2 separate regions of the Danio rerio genome follow, and region 1 is linked to region 2. A link is a contact called in public HiCAR-type data. All regions are on one chromosome and are shown on one strand. Each heading gives the region's core, a stretch centred on a gene start, on an enhancer-like site or on the middle of the called end of the contact. The rest is flanking DNA. Distances are from core to core; before and after follow the strand shown. Region 1 holds the start of grik1a (glutamate receptor, ionotropic, kainate 1a). Region 2 holds the start of bach1b (BTB and CNC homology 1, basic leucine zipper transcription factor 1 b).

What was found. HiCAR-type assays count read pairs that join an accessible place to other places.
Region 1: a HiCAR-type map of caudal fin shows a contact between it and region 2, with 4 times the contacts expected there. The contact joins the promoter of grik1a here to the promoter of bach1b in region 2. A contact is called at or near these places in 1 of 18 Hi-C or Micro-C datasets (caudal fin) and 1 of 4 datasets of contacts at active chromatin or transcription factors (caudal fin).

Annotation. Positions count from the first base shown.
Region 1 is chr10:30,497,907-30,504,813 of GRCz12tu, reverse strand. It overlaps grik1a (glutamate receptor, ionotropic, kainate 1a), which reads left to right and starts at 3,085. Exons shown (of 16, transcript XM_073914784.1): 1 at 3,085-3,194. tiam1a (TIAM Rac1 associated GEF 1a) reads left to right here. Exons shown (of 29, transcript XM_073914764.1): 29 at 1-861.
Region 2 is chr10:30,362,332-30,369,037 of GRCz12tu, reverse strand. bach1b (BTB and CNC homology 1, basic leucine zipper transcription factor 1 b) reads right to left here and starts at 4,672. Exons shown (of 5, transcript NM_001384147.1): 1 at 4,590-4,672; 2 at 2,516-2,766; 3 at 1-573. The coding sequence starts at 2,755. map3k7cl (map3k7 C-terminal like) reads right to left here. Exons shown (of 7, transcript XM_073914786.1): 7 at 5,795-6,359. The coding sequence ends at 6,179. LOC141376380 (a long non-coding RNA gene) reads left to right here and starts at 3,753. Exons shown (of 6, transcript XR_012386345.1): 1 at 3,753-3,831; 2 at 6,128-6,275.

The sequences.
Region 1 (6,907 bases), core at 1,836-4,335, 140 kb before region 2:
GCAATGTAGAAAAACAGAATCATACATTTGTAGTTGAAGCCTTCAAATGAGTAACATATTTCATATAGTTTCATATTTTTTGTGTCGTTATTTTGGTGGTCGAAATTTCATCAATGTATTGACGTCAAGGTCTTGACATCAAATTGATTTGCATTTTGATGTGTTTTTTGGATCTTGCTTTACATCAAGGTGCCCGCCAGAAAGGGGGTGATTTTCGTGGAGCACGTCAACATTCCCTTGAAATGCCACGGCTAGTTTTGACCAGCTGTTTAATGCTGTTTCCTTTACATATCCAACCGTTCCCTGCTTGCTGTCTTCGTTCCCTTTTCTTCATAGGTCACCAGCAACCCAGTATTAAAGATCACTGTTCATCCAACACACAGAGAAATATTATTCTACTTGAATTGTGAAGAAAGAACTGCAATAATGTAACTCGTTATTTCGGAAAGGATATTAAACTAACCATGATCCTTTCTCTAGGGGCTTTGGTGTGCTTAGGCACATAAATAAGGCATTATAACTCAAAGCACCCCTGCTAAGTGATAAATGTAGCAGATTTTGTCTTGCTAAGAATGAGATTTGATTTTTATGGTATTTTGTACACTGGTAAAGATAAAGCTGGACATGTTACTCACTCCAAGTGTATTTTAAACACCAGAAACGCCCTTCCATGTGAAATACAATCACTGCACCTTCAGCCATGGTTTCCTTTTAGTGAAATTGACTGTATTTAAAAACGAAAACTGTAAAAATGCCATACTTTTATCCTCTGCCTTTTTGAAACTGTGTATGTTCATACTGTGGAAATACTTATTAACCTTAAATAAATCTTCCTAATTTATATTTGCAGTTTTATCCAAATAACTTTGTGTGTGGTCTGTTTTTTGTCTACACCTTTGCACTGTTTTAAATGAAGTTTGGTGTCATTTGTAAACACAGGAGCTCATCTTCTGAAAATAATGCAGGTTGGGGAGGTTGAGATGTTATAGCAGTTTAACAAGCTGAAAAGACTTATAGTTTCACAATATATGGGTCTTATTGAAATATTAATATATTGACTCCTTTGCTTCTGATTGGCACTTGCAGTTTGAAATCTCCTTCCTGATTGGTCCCTTTTTTAAAAAGCCCACTCTAAAGGTCCTGACATTTTTTTCATTCTACATTTGAGGCCAAAAAGTTATGGTAGCATGAATGATTTCAACTATTCCTCTCCAATAAATTCCTAGTTTACAATGAGTAAGTTCCTAGTTTCGAACTTTAAAAGACATGGCGCAACGCCTTCTTGTCTAGTGTCCGAGTCTTTAAAATATATCTGAGAGTGATCATGGGTATTGATGTTTGCCATACCTGTCAAGCCTCCAGTTTTTCCCAGGATTCTCCCGTATTTTACAGTTCTATCCCGTTATCATCCTGTAAAGGTATTTCTTACGCATTTTCAATCTTTTTTTACGAAGGGTGGCAATAAACAAGAGCCAAACCTCCCTATATGCAACCCATAAGGAGCCAAAACAAACACCATAAAACAGTTAGGTTCAGTCAGTTGTTACAAACTGCTTCAACGTATTCAACACAGCCTTCGTTTTAACTGGATTTTGTCTGAAATTATGTCATTTCAGTTCATTCTTCAATTTCATTTGAAGTTTATCTGGGCCTTAATCTTGACAAGGAACCATATGCTACATTCCATACAGAGTAAATCCACCCATGAAGAGGACTTAAGCATGAAAACAATGGTCCAAACCGGGGTGTCCAGAATTGTACCTAGAGTGTCTCTGTTCTGCACTGTCTGGTCCCTAATTCAATACATCTAAGCATTATAACAGATATAATAAAAATTTTAGGCAGATGTTTTGAGTAGAGAAATAGTGGCCCTAATCCATCTGGAGGGTCTCTCTAAAGTGATTAGAGCATTGAAAAGAACCCTTCTAAATTAAGTACTGTTAATGACACCAAACAACTTCCCTGTTTAAAGAAATGTGGCCCGAAGTGTAAATCAGTTTTATTTTTTTAAAATCCTTTAATCCGAAGAGCCCTTCGAAGTGACCAGTTTTTAGCACTTCAGTTTGGAACAACGCTTCAATATGGCAGCCATGGTGACCTTCAGAGTGTGATATGGCTCTCCAAGACTTTCATTACCCAGCCAGGGGGGAACTCTGCAAGGCAATGGCCTTCTAGAACAGTGGTTCTCAAAGTGGGGGTCGGGACCCCCTGGGGGGTCGCGTAACAATGACAAGGGGTCGCTTGGTGATCTCCAAAACTTAAATAAGTTTTATTGAACTATTTGAATGACCATATTTTACTCATAACTGCACAGAGGTTAATATTTGTGATAAATAAACAACAACATACAAATAAATAAAACAAAATTATTATTATATTATTATTATCTATTATAAATAAATAAAAATCAGTCATCAGCCTTTACTTTTTATATCATAAATTAATAAATGAATATAAAAATTATATATGGTTATTAGACTGTTGCATGTATGTGTTGTCAATGTGCTTATGTTTATACATGCCTATAGTTGTGTCTACAAAGTTTATATATTTACAGTATAACCACCTTGAAAAATGGGGGTCGCGAGTCACTGACATTGTTATTTTGGGGGTCGCGGGCTGAAAAGTTTGGGAACCCCTGCTCTAGAAGCAGGCTTGACAATCTGCCCTAAACATCTTCCTTTTATCTGCTTCTTTCTAACACAATACCACTTTAAATTCCAAGTGCACATCAAGGGCACATATTTGTTCCAAAGTAGGGATTTTCATGAGCAATCTCCTAAAAATATTAACTCAAACTTCAGATGACTCTTGGGAATGAAGGAGAAAGTGGTGAGCACACCCCATGTTTTTTCCACGTTATATTTGTGACGCAGATGCAGTCAAAATCTTTTTTATCCCCTATAGGCATGCATCCCTTCAAAGTCGTCACTCTTGAGTCTAGAAGGTAAACCATTCTAAGGGATTAGGGCAGAGGGATGAAACGCAGATGTAATCTCATGGTGAATCAGATTTTGATATCGCCAACATGTTTACATAATTATTCTTGTCTTATCAAGTATAACCAGGAGGTGGCAGTGCAGTGCTGTACCAGCTACTCTGAATTCATTAAAGATATTGGGACTCTACTAAACTTGCGACAACCACTTAATCTTTTCACAACTTAGGTTCCTGCTGGAAAGACTTTCAAAAAAGTAGGTACAAACTTATAAAAATACAGTTCTTCCACACAGGCATCAAGCAAATGTCCACAGAAATGATCAGGCCCACTGCTGTTAATTACTCATTTTGAAAGGAAAGCGTTGTCAACATCACTCAACAGGTTTTTCACTCGGTTCATGATTTTAAATGTCTCCAGGGTAAACTTGCTGCTATTTCGGTGTACATGCTGAAGGCCTGTTATAGTATTCAAGCTAGCCCAGAATGAGCCAAAGATTTTTGTAGCCATTTTGTTGATTGAGGTAAAGTTGGTTTTATATTAAAGGATTCTTTGCAAATTCTAAATGGAGAAATCATATTAGCAGCCAATGTCTATCAAAATACAACTGTTCACAGTCAAATAAATAGTGCTAATGTTGTATTGAAGTCATATTTATATGTAAGTTCAGGCCTAATTATTCAAAGTAACATGGTAAACAATATAGGGAGAATGCCATAAGTTGTCACTGAACGAACGTGTAAATATAAAACCAACTTTTCCTCAATATTTTGTTGTTCTCCAATTTAGACTTTTGCAGATCAGACTGTGCTCCATCTTTAGTTTCTTTTTCTTTATGTTGGACTTCACAGATGGTTTGTCATTAGGGTAAACCTTACAGTTAAGGGAATAATCACATCTCTACAAATAAGCATATAAGCATGTTACATAAGCAAGATGACCCAGATCATCACCACAGGGTTGTATAAAATGTTACAGTTCGTACAACCTTACCATTCCTGCAGGTAAAGCACTGATTCTGCATTTATCTGTGCCTTATCTGTCCTTAAAACAGTTCTGTGGGATAAAAAATGTGTGCAGTTATGATCCATAGAGAGCATTGCAGTAAATAGGAATAACAAAATACAATGCTAAAAAAAACGAACATGCACAATGATGTTAAAAAACACTAAATGAAAGGTCTACAGATATTTTTTTAGATTTTCCACCCGCATAAGTGGTGCAAATGAGTCATATTTAATGGTCGCACAGCCAGTGCCCGCATTTCCTCCTCTCCTCTCCTGCGGGTTATTTTTGTGCTTGTATTTTTGATGGGCCAACAGTATGTTTATGCACTACCCCTTTTATACTTTAAATGCTCTTGATGCACTGATAAATCAAGAATAGCTAGCTTGAATCATCATTAGTTGTTTTTTTATTTCCATTTTATTTTTCTGATGTGAGTACATATGAAGCGCACCCATAGTTTTATCGTTGTCTTACATTCTTTCATTTATGAAGCATGGATGTTTTGCAAACTTCTTACTCATTTACTACCAATTTTGATCATGTTTCCCAATTTGTATGGCTTCATCTGGACAGTAGGTTAACATCAAGTGCTCTAAAACATTGCAGATCCATTTTCTGCTCTGCTCTAAAGAAACCCATTTTGATTTAGAAAATGAAGCACTATTTGCAGCGTTTACTGTAAATGTAAACACTCATAATCAGTTCTCTACCTTGAAACCCGCAGAGGAAAAAATAAACATGATGGGCTATTTGCTAAATAGGATATCACATTTCTACATCAGGTAACTATCAGACCGAGAGAGCCCGAGGGATGAAGAATGCTAGCATAACAACAAACTCGGTGACAGTTGTCCTACTTAGTAACATTACTTTGCATACTGTATGATCATAGCCAGTCTTTTCAAACACTTCCTTCTCTGCCCAGCTCTGATTCCATTCACTGTGTTGGGGAACGTAAGTAGAATAGGGAAAAGTAAGTAGAATAAGTTTTAAATAATGTTTCAAGGTGCTGTTTGTAACACTACTAAATCATACAAATACCCATATCCCAGGGGTTCTCAACTGGTTTGGCCATGGGACCCACATTTTTAAACGGTCATCAAGCCGCGATCCAAATTTTTAGGAACTATAATACAATTTTAGGAATAATAATTAATTTGTATTTATTTGTTAACATACACAAGTAGTGACAGAAAATTCATAAGACATTCACCAAGACTTACAAATAAACAGTATTTATTGCTGTCATTTAAAAAAAATCTATCAAATTATATAAATATTACAAACGAAAAACGACAAATACTGTAAACAGTGGTTAAGGAAAGGTTCAGTTACTATGAACTTAACTGAACTGTTAATAAAACATTTCTGGTTTCTAAATGTCGTTTTAATTTAGAAGGTTTCATGCTCTCTTATGAGAGCAGCTAACTACATATGACACTGAGGCTTAAAGCCTTTTTTGTCGTCAATAAATGTAAATATATACTTTACATATTCAGGGTCGTACATGCGCTTCGACATATTTGTTGCTATGATTAAACGAAATTTCACATGTCAACCGGTAGGGCTGTGGTGCACGAATTTTGAAATAAAAGTTTGATATAAGCAAAATAAGCAAAAAATGTTTACTTTTGTTGTTTTTTTTTTTACCACACAAGCCGCGACTCAAAAGTGGGTTACCAGTTGGGAAACACTGCCAAAGCCTAGTACTGTTTGCAGATATTTAAGTAACATGCTGAGAACATGCATGTTTATCTGAAAAAAGTCAGTTATTCTCCTTTGAAAATGTGCGTTTGGACTGTTTGTCATTGTTTTGGTCTGTGTAACTCCACCCACTGTCAGTTCGCCCAATTATATTTCAGCACCCCGGGTTGCCGTGGCAGAAAAAAAAAAAACACTTCAATGTTTTGAATTTGGACTGCTAAAGGTTATTTTGACATGACGTCATTGATGATGTGCAAAATTCAGGTGGCCGGGAAGTAATACTTCTAGATAGGAATTGCTATCAGAACATCAACATGTTTATGTTGTTTATAATTGTTTAAATTGGCCAAAATAAGAAATGCCGAACAGCTTTTGTAGAATTCCAAAAGTTTTTCTTTTATTCACCATTGGAATGACAAATATGTGCATGCTGCCATGCTCAAATGAGTAATTCTGGCTGTGTTCATATGGGTTCCTTTGGTGGTTTCTGTTGTTGTTGTTTACTGATGTTTTCAGTTGGGCTTGAGCAAATAGATTTCTTTCATTGTAGGCTATTGAGAAAAACTGTGTTTGTCAATATATCTTAAACTCTTCAGGACTTATTCACGTCATTCTCAGACAGTGACGTTGTGTTCTGCATAAAGTTCAACAGTTCTCTCTCAGTTTTGTCAGTTTTGTCCGTGTTGCTATTTGTACTTGACCAAGGTGAGTTCAATACCGACGGTACGAGTTGAGCCATGACAATTTCACAAAGACGTCTTCTAAATGCTTCACTCTAACCCCTCGATGTAGTGCTTTGAGGTTTTGCATGCATAAACGCAATTTCGCAATGCATATTACTCATTTGTTGCTCAAAATGTACCGCCGAGCAACATCCCAGGCATCCAGGGACATTTTATTTTACCCATCAGATTGTGCTTTACCAACACTGCATTTAAATGGTTCTGAGGTAGTGGTTTAGGATAGGGTATATGCCAAGCTGAAGCTAGTGTTGTTCCCATGCTGATGAACTTCCGGTGACCTGTTATTGTGAGTTTTTTTCCATTTTATACAATTTCTTTTACAACATTGACATTGTAATGTAATTAGAATATAACCAGTTAAATAGACTTGGCATTCATTTAGTTGCTCAAGCGTAAAACGAGACAAAAAGCCATTTACTCGCATGCGCCTGTCAGAATCGGCAGGCTAGTGCAGAAGCTCCATTGAATATAGTGGGGTAAAAATAAATGCTCATATTATAAAGACATGGCGGGG
Region 2 (6,706 bases), core at 3,423-5,922:
TGGAGAACACTCAGGCAGCAGAGAATCTTCATCCTCAGTGATTGGTGTTTTGTTGCTCGTGCAAGGAAGGCAGTTTAAGGAACAGTCGTCGGTTTTGTCAAGAGACATAGGTGTGGAGCCGCAGACATCCAGACAGGATCGCTCCTTCCCACAAGCGATCTGAAACTTGCGGTATTTGGGGCACAGGAGGGAGTAATCGGTGTCTCTCACACTGTTAAAGCTTTTTCCCACATCCTCAATGGCCACTGAAGGAGGACAGTACGGCTCTTTGCGTTTAGGCTGAAGCTGTGAGGGCTGAATTGGTGATTTGTCTCCATCAGTGGCATTATTGGGGTTGAGCTCAGCTCCTCGTGATTTGCAACATTTGATTTTGCAGCATTTCCTCTGGACTTTTGATGTACCTCTGTTGCTGTCAAAGAACTTAGGGAGCAGGAAATCAAAGCAGGCCTTGTCCAAGTTTTTAAAGCCGAGAACGGAGGCGCAGTTGCGGATTTCCAGCACGTTCTCTTTGGTGAAGAGGAGTTTTGAGGTGTAGGCGAACTCCAGCAAGGGTTCAAATCCCTCTGAGGTGATCTTAAATAAAAAATGAAAACAAATCAAAAGATTTTAAAGAGCTCATGAATTGAGAAACCAAATTTTGATCTTGAATCTTACATCATTATATATATGCCATAAATGTGATGAAGGCAAACCTTCATCACATTTAATCTATAGCCCGTAATAGTATCTGTTTTTATGTTGCCAATGCTTATTTTTTAGACCTTAGTAACTTTTCCAATAATTACTAGAACTTATTCATGAGACACTAGTTCCTATCTGTTAGATGCTATTGCCTATTCTACAGATACTAGTGCCTAGTCTTTAGATAGTAGTACTTATTCATAAGATACTAGTATCTATTTAAAACAGGGGTGTCCAAACTCGGTCCTGGAGGGCCGGTGTCCTGCAAAGTTTAGTTCCAACCCTAATCAGACACAACTGGGCTAGTTAATCAAGCTCTTAAGCTGCGTTCACACTGGGCTTTTCCTCCCATAGACTTCCATTCATACGCACGCGAATGCGTCAGACCGGAAACGCAGGGTCATGCGCTAAGTTTCGCAGGTCGCCAAAATCGCATCACTTGACTGCGTGAGACCAATCGAGGATCAAAACATGACATCTCTGGACAGAAATTTACAACATGGAGCAATCGCTCGCTTTTTTTAATGTCTAATAATCTTGTTTAATCCTGCCCCTATTCGCAGCTCCGCACGACAGAATATCGCATGCTCAAACTCTAATGAGACCGCAGCTTTACTCTACTTTCTAGAAACATCCTTGGAGGTGAGTTGAGAGAAGTTGGAGCTAAAATCAGCAGGACACCGGCCCTGCAGGACCGAGTTTGTACACCCCTGATTTAATAGCTACAAATACTTATTAAATAGATACTAGTTCTTATTTATTAGATAAGAGTACTCATTTTATTAGTGACTAGTTTCTATTCTGATGTTACTTGTAACAAATTTAAATTTTTGCCGTTGATTTCTATGGGATCTGTCATTGATATATCAACTATTCAGTTTCAACTAGTATGTATTCTGGCTAGGATAAGTACATATTTTATGTACTAGTAGTTAATTATGAGGTACTAGTACTTATTAATTAGATACTAGTATCCAATTAATAGATACTAGTACTTAAGTATTAGATTATAGTACTTTTTCATTAGATACTAGTATCTATTTAAATTATGCTAGTGCTTATTAATTAGATACTTGTACTTAGGAAATAGATACTCCAATTTATTTAAAAGATACTAGTATGCATTTATTAAAATCTAGTACTTGTTTGAAATGTTTCTAGTAAAAAAAAAATATTTTACTAGTAAAATGTTTAATTGAACTTTACTTTTCCATTTGGACTAATCATGACATCAGACGAGTAAAAAAGCAGAACTGACTAGTAAAATAAGATTTGTCACTAGTAATAGTTATAAAAGACACTAGTGTCTAATAAATAAATACTTGTACTAATGAAAAACTACTAGAATCTATTAAATAGCAATATATGGTTATATCTAATATATTTGAGCATGTATCTACATATTTATAATTCCAATGGTTGAAAAAATAATACAATTTTTGCTTAATTTTGAAATGTATGTGTCAAATATACAATGTATTTGTTTATAAATGAAAATCAAAATATTAAAAACTTTCGAGGATTTAAGATGTTGAAACACCATTTTGGGAAAAGGTCTGTTGATTCTTTTGTCTCATAAATGTTTATTTATAAAATATTTCTGTCACAATTTGGGGACAAAATGCCAAAACTTGGTCATGGAGGGTTGGTGTCCTGCAGAGTTTAGTTCCTCCCTCTATTAGACACGGCTGAACCAGCTAATCAAGCTCTTTCTAAGAATACTAGAAACTCAGATAGGTGTGTTTAAGGAAGTTGGAGCTAAAATATGCAAGACACCGACCATCCAGGACTGAGTTTGGGCACCCCTGTTCTAAACCTTTGATTGTGTCTTTACCTCATCAGGAAGGTTGATGACAATGCTTTCGGGTGTATGAGTGGACACACGAGCACTGAAGTAGTCACTGCAGGACGCCAGAACTGCCCGGTGAGCCCGGAAACTCTGGCTCTCCGCCACAACAGTCACATCGCACAGAAGATCTTTCTTCCTCTGCTCATTCAGACACTGCAGAACATGTGAACTGTGCACAGACGACTGGAAGGTGAACTTAAATGACTTTGAGCTTTCCACCGACATCTTGAGTTAATCTGTATGGTAAAAAAAAAAAAAGATTTACATGAGCTCAGTTGAAGGGTTCTGCCAAGTGTAGCCTATATGATTTGTTTACTGACAATATTTGGCTATGTAACTCTTATTAGACATATTAAGAAAGCATTATGACAGGCATATTAAACTATTTATTTACAGTTGTTGGCTCTATAAAAAACGATATATTTCAAGTTTATTGGAAAGTATTAAAATAAATATTTCAAGTATGTAAAGATAAAGTTTTGCTTGCTCCGACTCTCTGATAGGTGGATATCATTATAGGTGGATTAATATAGTTTTTTTTGCATTAACTAAATTATTAAACACAGTTGCTTTAAAAAGAAGTAAATGTAGGCAGTTCAGACAATCAACTACTAAACTCATAAGAGCTCTCAACTGGTTTGTCATTCATTTTAAAACTTTTTAAAGGTTTCTCTAGGGAGAAAAAGAAAAAGTTTTTTATTTCCTGATGCATTCTATTTTTGGGATTCATTCATTTTACTTTGGCTTAGTCCTTTATTTATCAGGGGTTGCCACAGAGGAATGAACCGCCAACTTATCAAGCATGTTTTACGCAGCGGATGCCCTTTAAGACGCAATAACCCAGTACTGGGAAACGCCTATTTTTAGGCTATAATTGGAATCTCAAACAGAGATTCGTTAACTGTAATAGGCTAAAAGTCAGATTCAAGTGTGCCGCTCTGAAACTGACTATTGATAAAGAGGGGAACTGGAAAAGGGAAAATCCAGAATGGAACTACAATGAAGTCACACTTTCTTTGTAAAAGTAAATGTATGTCACTATTTTACTCATGTTCCAGCAAATCTCAAAGCTTGTTGTTTTTTTAACTGGCCAATTTTGTGTTACGTTGCATAATGTCATGTATTTCTTGTTAAATGAACTTCTAGTTATAAAGGGTGCCGAATCACAGTCGACCAGTTATTATTAAGGCGCTCGCATACTTGACCACGTCATACCTCTCACACTCGCTCAACGGGAAGTAAACGACTTAAAAAACAACAGAACCGCCTGGGGAAGAAATGCTGTTTGTATCACTCAGTAGGTACGTGTTCTTACCCACGGGAGCTCCTTATCTCAGCTGTGTACAGAGAATTTGACCTAGTCGAGTCATGAGAGTTTATGTGTGCGCGCGCGCGCTCTTGTGTGTGTGTGTGTGTGTGTGTGTGTGTGGCGCAAGACAGTGCGCGCTCTCTGCTGACTCATTGGGTTTTGCTGATAAAGGATGAGCAAGCATTTTGTCCGTCTGTTCCTTTCCACTTAACTCATCGACTTTTAAAGGAACTTGGGTACCAGTTGCCTCACAGTTGAGCTGACGTACTTTTGATAAACGGACACTTTTGAACTCGTTTCCCTAATAATTTGTCGAGTAAAACAACTGACGCGCCTTTGATGTAATGAAAATGAACATTACGGTTGTGTAACAAAACCTAGTGAGCTGTCTACCTAGACAGCATTTAAGGCATGTCAAGCGCGCGCTTTAAATGCTCGATCGAAACATCGGAACGCGGTTATTGTGTACAAAAATGCTGCCTAGGTAGCCTATGTTTTGTAACAGCATAGGTCCGACAAAAAAATCTACATTTGCATAAAAGCATATTATCGCTTACATAGTCGTGATTATTAGAACTCATATGCGTAAAGCATGTAACAAAACAAACCCGAAATTAACCCTTTCAGACACATAACATTAAAAAAGACCACTTAAACTTCTCTAAAGATCTCTATTTTCAATATATTTATGTCTCTCGACATATATTTCTTTAAAAAAAAAGCACAATCGTTCGTATGTAGCCTACTCACCTGTCATATCACCGGAGAGTAATAAGTTGGATTTGATACTACATACTAAACCCAGGCTGCTTAAAGCGCTCACTTGTAACTATGAAAACAAGGAGGCGCTTGTGCTTCGCTTGGGTGTCATGTGACTTATGGCCAAAAATTGTTTTTATCCCGCCTTCTCAAGCGCTGACCTCCTTTCATTGGCTGTCTCTATCCCGTCAGTCATTTACATCATGACTTTCTTGTATTTCCACAGACCGCCTTGGTTTTCACTGTACAGGCAGAGACATACATAATTTAACCTCTTCAGGCCTAGATTAGTCTTTACAGACAACCTTTGTGTATAAAAGAAGCCAAAATGACCTCTGAAATGTTATTAACTGTGTATTACCTAGAACAAGGCTGTCCGAACGGTCCTGTCCTGAAGAGTTTAGCTCCAAACACACCTGAACCAGCTAATCAACCGCTTACTAGATACACTAAAACTTCCTTTCAGGTATGTTGAAGCAAGTTGGAGCTAAAATCAGAAGGATCAAGTTTGGACACCCCTGATCTAGAATATTGTGCATTTGAACAACTTTAAAAAACTTGGATGTATAAACAATCGATGGTAAAATCAATTCTTATATAGGCTAGTATATATTCATATTTAAATTAATATATAAAATATTGTTTAAAGTAATTTATTCACTGTCATAATTTCTTAGAAAATGTATATTTTATTATAATTACAAAAGTAGGTTATTCTAATAAATAAATAAACATATTTATTGTGTAACTATTTCCTGGTATAATGTTATGGTTATACACAGCATTATATGAAAGTGATGGGTGTAAACACAGTAGTATACAATCTCAAATATCCTGTCAGATTCTCAAAACTGTTTTGAAAAATGAAAAATAAACAAATGCTTTTACATTTTGACATATAGAGTCATTCATCTTTCTAACAAAGAAATAGAAACCTGCCCATAGCCAAACAAACTAAAAATCTAAATCTGGAGGAAGCAAAACACTGCTGCTAAACTGGTTTTGCGATCATAAACTGCCGGCATCTCGGCTTGTGTGGGATGGAGGTGTCAGCCATTGATAGTTTTGAAGGGTTTCACAATCCTAAAATGAGCAGATCACATTTCGAAAGCCAAGTTCCCTTTTACTGAGTGACTAAACAATGGTGTGTAGTCATAGGTCTATCATCACCTTGCTTGAACTTAGATAGCTGGACAGAGGTTTAATTCCTTTTTAATGCAACTGACAGACAGTAACATCTCTCGCTGAGGACCGCTCCTTCACAGCAGAGCATTTTACATGATATAACACAGACACAGCTCCATCTGTACAAGCACATTTGTCAACAAACACACCCTTTAAACACACACAAAGAACAAGCTGTATATACTGTATTCAGAATACCAATACTGTATATCAGACTGAGGCGACACCTCAGATCAAGTTGGGCTCTGAAACGACCCACGTTAGCTTAAATATACATTTATTAAGTGTTTCAGTTTAAGCGCACTGATTCAAGATCAGTTTTGTTGTTGTTGTTGTTGTTTCAGTACACTGAAGGAAAGCCATGAGGTGACAGATCTTTTCATCAATGTCAAGAGTCACGAGGAGCCCTGCCTCTTCTGACTGATCACTCGGAGCGTCTCGAGCTGCTGCGCTCGTTCACTGTGCACCGTTATCAAGTTCTGGTTCTCTTCTGTGAGTATCCGATATTCCTCTTCATATCGTGCAAACTCCATTGATGCCTTTTCATCCTCTAGCAGCTCCGCCATGAGCTCTTTTCTGAGGAATGGAGGAGAAAACGTGTTATACATGATCATACCTCACTTTTTTATGACTATCCTGCTGAAAAAAAAAACAATAGGAAGCATTACAGATTTCCTAGAGCAGTGGTTCTCAAACTTTTTTTCATCAAGTACCACCTCAGGAAAAAATTGTCTCTCCAAGTACCACCAAAATGAGCAGTATTGAAATACAGTCGCATAGTAGGCCCAGTAAAACAGCTAGAACTTAGCACAGTTAAAAATTGTGGCAGATTACCTCAGAAATATAGGCTATGTCATATATGGCATATTATATACATCATTTTTGATAAATTGTGAAATGTGTGTAGCATGTACATGACATAT